Linked DNA regions of Oryctolagus cuniculus: region 1 is linked to region 2. The links are chromatin contacts, called in public Hi-C maps. All regions are on one chromosome and are shown on one strand. Each heading gives the region's core, a stretch centred on a gene start, on an enhancer-like site or on the middle of the called end of the contact. The rest is flanking DNA. Distances are from core to core; before and after follow the strand shown.

The links. A called contact is a pair of places that touch in the nucleus more often than the background predicts.
Region 1: a Hi-C map of embryonic fibroblasts shows a contact between it and region 2, with 1.9 times the contacts expected there. The contact joins two enhancer-like sites. A contact is called at or near these places in 3 of 6 Hi-C or Micro-C datasets (embryonic fibroblasts, psoas muscle and an unstated tissue).

Annotation. Positions count from the first base shown.
Region 1 is chr14:80,380,577-80,383,630 of mOryCun1.1, reverse strand. The region is part of intron 4 of PDE4D (phosphodiesterase 4D); the gene reads left to right. Among named protein-coding and RNA genes, the nearest start is that of MIR582, 44 kb to the left of the region's middle. Within about 2 kb of position 1,755, at least 1 of the 8 cell types and tissues checked has an H3K27ac peak or open chromatin away from gene starts, as enhancers often do.
Region 2 is chr14:79,907,268-79,909,975 of mOryCun1.1, reverse strand. It overlaps PDE4D (phosphodiesterase 4D), which reads left to right. Exons shown (of 18, transcript XM_070056730.1): 6 at 1,610-1,646. Among named protein-coding and RNA genes, the nearest start is that of MIR582, 520 kb to the left of the region's middle. Within about 2 kb of position 1,350, at least 2 of the 8 cell types and tissues checked have an H3K27ac peak or open chromatin away from gene starts, as enhancers often do.

The DNA.
Region 1 (3,054 bases), core at 506-3,005, 470 kb before region 2:
ATAATCACTCCATCTGTTCTGTTGTTGGCAGAAACGAGGGCCAGATGTTGCATGCACCTTGTTCTTTTTCTTGTAGCTTGGCCATTGACAAATCATGTTTTCAAAGTCAAGTCTGCATTCCTTGGGGTTTACCCTGACATCATGTTCCTTTCCAGTCAAAATCTTTGCTTATTTTCCTGTCAATTCAATAGATTGAACCACTAGATCCATTAGAAGAAAGTGGAGGAAGTGGCTCAGCCCTCCACAGGGACCAGCTGGCTGGGGTCTGACCACAGCACTAGGGCTGAGGAAATACACAAGTTGCTGGTGCAAACACACAATGCTTCTGAAAGTCTTTACTCTGCACTGACGTACAGGCACTTCCACTCACATGCCATCGACCCAAAGCATGTTTGTGCCTAAGCAGACAATGGGGCTACCTATTGTATCCCCTTTACCAGAAGGCCTAGCAGTTCATGGAGCAAATTGTTTCACAGGGAAAAGAGTGATTTGTTGAGAACAGTAAGTATGAACATTATATTTATATACTATCATATATTCAGATTTAGCAAACTGAAGTTAGCAGAAAGGGCAAAATGCCTGTTTCTAGTCACAGCTTTATCTTGAGCTAGAGAGTTCATCTGCATCTCCTTTTCTTTGTGAAATGAAGCCACTCTCAACTCATTTTAACCAGATTTTCACAAACCTCTAAAGATGGCAAGGGAGATGCAGGGGGCCAGGAGAATGTGAGGATGTTGTCCTATGTGTGGTTTATTCTAGACTCTCTCTAGGTTCTGCTTCATTCCTAGATATCTTGACATTCAAAATTAATGGGACTACATGGTAAATTTCTTATTTATGAGTAATTTAACTCAGAGAATGTAGGTCAGATATTGGCTACCTGAACATGCCATAAAGAAAAAGGGAACTACATGGTGCTTGTGCAAAAGTCCAGAGTCATATTGACATCTTTTGAGCATGCATAATATAGGGTGTATGGGTTGCATGCATCGACATGGTGGTGCTTTTACCTGGCAATAAATTTTGTCATGGTAATTAGCATCCTAATTACTGTGTTCATTCTGTTCACTGTCTAGCCCTTCACTTGGGGCATGTGTGGGTTGAACATTCCTAATTCAGAAATTCAAAATGTTCGAAATTCAGCACTTGCTGAATGTCAGTATGTTAACATAGTGGAAAATTCCACACCTGACCTCAGGTGACTGGTGGCAGTTAAAACATGGGCACATTAAAAATATTACGTAAAATTCCTTCTGAGGTGTGCATTAAACATGAACGTAGTTCATGTTTAGACTTGGGTCCCGTCTGCATGCTATCTCATTATGTATTTGCAAATATTTCAAAAGCTGAGAACATCTGAAATCTAAAGCACTTCGGGCCCTAAGCATTTTGGATAAGGCATGCTCAGTCTGCAATGGAGTTTTCAAACAACATTTGATAATTTGGGCTCCTCAAGAAGTAATAACACTAAGGAAAAGCTATTTAATTGAAGAAAATTTCACTTTGTGTGTTGATTATTTATTTATTTATTTGAAAGAGCAAGAGCGAGAGCAAGAGCGAGAGAATCTTCCACCTGCTGTTTTACTTCCCAAATGCCCACAATATCTGGGAGTGGGCCAGGCTGAAACCAGGAGCCAGAAACTCCTTCCAAGTCTCCCATGTGGGTAGTAGGGATTTAAGAATGTGGGTCACACCATTGGCTGCTGCTCCCGCGGTGCACACTAGCAGGAAGCTGTAGGAGAAGCAAAGGCAGGAGTAGATCCCAGGGAGCCCTAAATGGGGCAACTTCATCTGTCGTGCCACCATGCCTGCTCCATGTTGAATTTTAAATATTTTCATTGCCAGAAATTTAAAAATTTTCAGCATGTTTATTATAACTCGACTTCCTGTATGTAAAGCAAGATGCTAAATGTTCAGGAGGATCACTGCACAAGCCAGGTGACAAAAACTAGAATCCCAAAAATGCCATCTGACTACAGTGTAATGCAGGGTTGGACAGCTGCTCCTGCGACCACAGCTGCTTCAGTGACTTCGCCCTTTCTCCTGTGTGCTTCTAGCATTAGTCATAAGGTATACCAGCCAGTAGGGGATACCCTAGGCATTGTGATCACTGAGTGGCAGTTAACAATGTGAAGAAAGAATGCCCAGTATCTTTTGAAATAATCGCCCTGGTTGTGAGTTTAGGCACAATGCTAAGAATTTGGAACCTGGGGAGCTTCCTTTAGACTCTGTTTTGGCAGCTTTGATTCTATTCCTATGACTGTGAGGCATATGGCAGTAATTAGCCTACCTGATTGTCCTTCATGAAGCAAAATTGACAGATCAGAATTGTGAAGAAGACGTACAATCCCATTTAGTATTTTTTTTTCCATGTGGTGTTCTCAGTCCCTGAGCTTTGAATTCTAGATATCCTTGGACCCAAAGAATTACAGGAGTGCATTCAATACAAATTCTTAGAAAGGCAAACACAGTCACCTTTAGTTTTCCTACAGTAACAGCTCCCTTGTCAGAGAGCTCTGCAGTTTCAGAAAGTTAAATTCCTTTTATAAAGGAGGAATGAGTAAAGGAAGGAGAAAATAATTAATTCTCAGGGCCATTTGCCCCTGAGAGAGAAGGTACAGCCAAGTAACTCATTTTAAATACAGTGTCCATGAAAACCAAAGAAAATAAAGCTTAAAGAAAAGAGACACTTTTTTTGTTTAAAGCCCAAATCAGTACAAATGAGCTCTGCTCAGCAAACGCTGGGCAGAAAGGCTTCATTAGTATAAAATATGATCAGCTCCAGAAGAGAAGTGCACTATTAAAGGGTTGCAATACAAAAGTGCCTCAGTCAATGTCTCTCTTAAAAAGTCGTTAGTTGCAGGAGACTTGTCAGAGAGCAGATACCTTCTAACTGCTGCTGTCTGGATACAGACAGAGTCTTCCTACACAGATGGCTCTGAGGGTTCTGCGGAGGCTGTGGCAGGAGGCTGGCCCTCTGATGGAGGGTATGATGAGGGACTTATTCAGAGAGGATTGACACTGTCCAGGCAGCTTGGGGCACAAGTTAGTGGA
Region 2 (2,708 bases), core at 101-2,600:
CCATCCAGCGCAGAAGCCAAGCCCTCTCACGGGCTGTGCTGGGGCTGCAGGGGCTCCCTCCCACTCCTCACTCGCTGGTCTGCGTGGCATTCCCTAGCTCCTTTGGGCCACTCACTGTCGATGTAGAGAAGCTACATCTTGTTCTTTCACAGCCAGGCAGTTCCTCGGCCCCCGTGAGCGCGCATTCCCTTGCTACCTATGCATTGTGACCTTCTTACTTCTTCAGCGAAGCCGGCCTGTTCCCACCATGGGCCATTTCTCCAGGAGGAAACCTTTCCGATTTCGGCCTCAGGCAAACCTGGTTTGATGTCTATTCCGGCTCTGCCATTTAGTAGCTTACAGGCCAGGTGGTTTTCTGAACCTCAGTTGCCTCCTTCGTAGCATAATCTTCAAACTCAAAGTGCAAGCTTCCTAGGGTCTGGGATTCCATGAATGATCCCTACAAAGAGTAAGCGCCCGGTACAGTGTGCTCCTAGATCCAGCACCAGGGGTGCACAGATACACAGGCTTCCTCCAAAGTGTGTTTTCTGCCTTTACTCTCCCTGTTTTTTATTTTCAAAATGTGTGCATGATTTCCTGGTGACTGTAACTACTGGCCTAACTATTGGCCGTGATCCGTTTGCTAACATCATCCATATGTTCCTCGCGCTGCTGCATATTTCGTGAGCGCCGTTTTAGGTCCTTGGGTTCTCTTCAGATGGTTCATGAATGATCCAACAGTCCAGTCACACTGTTCTCCGTTACGGTCATGTCCAGGAAGCTTTGGGTGTAGAGTAACTACATTCACTTTTGATGGAAGCGTTTTGGCCGGCGAGGTCAGGAAGCAGTCCATGGAGAGTCTGGAAATGCCTCTCGCGAATTCCTCATGCTAAGAAATGCCACAAAAGACTCCCGGGCCCTGCTTTCTTACGTTCCTCCACAGTGAACGTTGCACAGCTTCACTAGCCTTTTCCTCCCTCTCCAAGACACGTCAGTGTGACACCTTGCTCCTGCATCCCAGGCGTGGTGTTGCCAAGGTTGCTACAGCAACAGCACACACGAGGTGACATTCTGCCGTAACGGCAGTGGCTGGGACGTGAGTCAGTTGAGAAGCCTCAACAGGTTTTTATTAGCCTATGATGCAGTCCCGTATCGCCTGCAGTCCTTGGCCTGTCCAGGATTTAGGCACGATGATGCGGAACACTCGATGCTTCTCACCTTCAGACACTGCGTGGCCCAGGGTCCTCTGGCCAAAGCGGCTGCGGTGGCAGCTTCCTTCCACAGAGCCCCTACTACGATCTACATTAAGAGGCCCAAAAGTAAAAGATGGGCCCCCCTGCTGGAACTCTGGCACTGCTCTGGCTTCTCCTCTGTGCTCTTAAAAAGCAACAGTGACCTTGGTTGATGATCAAGAAATCTCACATTCTACCCAGGGAGCTGGACAATGGTTACCATCCCACAAGCTGTGTTTCAGTCCAGCGGCCGGAAGGAGCCTGTGCTGAAGAATAAGGATGGAATTACTGTAATTCTCTGTGGGAATTGTGGAAGTGGAATTTACTGTGTGCTATTGCTCACAAGTGCTCATAGCGCTGTTGGTGACCTCTAACACGGGATCTGGTTTCTTTTTCAGACACGGAGATGACTTGATTGTGACTCCATTTGCTCAGGTAAGCACAGCTCAGTGCCTGGGTAGGCTTCTCACAAGTCGGAGGATTTAACTTGGGAGACTGGGTCTGGTTCTTAATTGTCAATCAAATGCAAGTATAAATGCAACTTCTGTGGCTCATTCAAGTAATTCAAAGGGAGGGGTGGAGCCTACGACTTTGGCTGTATTGATCTGGTTTCTATAAATCCATAGACCCAAACAGTGTCTTTGCTTCAAAGTTACCTAAGGGATATAGTACTTAATATATAGCATATACTTGTATACAGTGTGTGTGTGTATATATATATACTTATACATACTTATATATAGTATTGTAGTTCCTTAACTAATATAGCATTAGAAGCAGAAGGCTATAGTATGGAATAGCTTACACTTAGGGTAATTTGGTCTTGCGCAGTTACCTAAACACAGCAATTCAATTCATCCTGACACCTCATTGACCCCTTTTTTTACATATATAATTCATGCAAATATTTAGCTGAGTGAAATATTTATGGTTATTTGTTCCTTTTTAGGCATTCAAATTGTGAAAATATTTTAGCCACATAATGTAGAGGCAAGGAGGTGATAAAATGACCTAAAGTATTTGCAGTATCTAGCAAAAGATGAATGAGTGGATGTTCTTTGTGTAGGCCAGGGCCTCTCAGTGCTAGCTACACATTGGATCCAGCCAGAGCGCTCTTAATCCAGTACCCGGGCTGCACCCCAACTGCATTAAGTCAAAAAAATGGTGCATGGGGCGGGGTGTTTTGAAGACCTCCCATCTCTCCAGTGTGCAAGACGAGTAGGGAGCTCCTGCTGTCTATCAACAACTAGGGACAGAATAGGGGAAAACGGATTGATCCTGGGTCATGAAACAGGTTTAAAACCACAGCTGACTAATGAGAATTGTTAAATAGTGAAATACAAGCAATCCAGAGAGACGCTAATAATTATAATCAGGGCTGTGTCTCCCGTGGCTGGCTCACCTCGGGCAGCCCACTGAACTTCCCTGCGCCTCTTGGTTTCCAGATGGCAAAATTAGGGACTGAATGAGGGACACCCAGGCCCGCACTAAAACTCT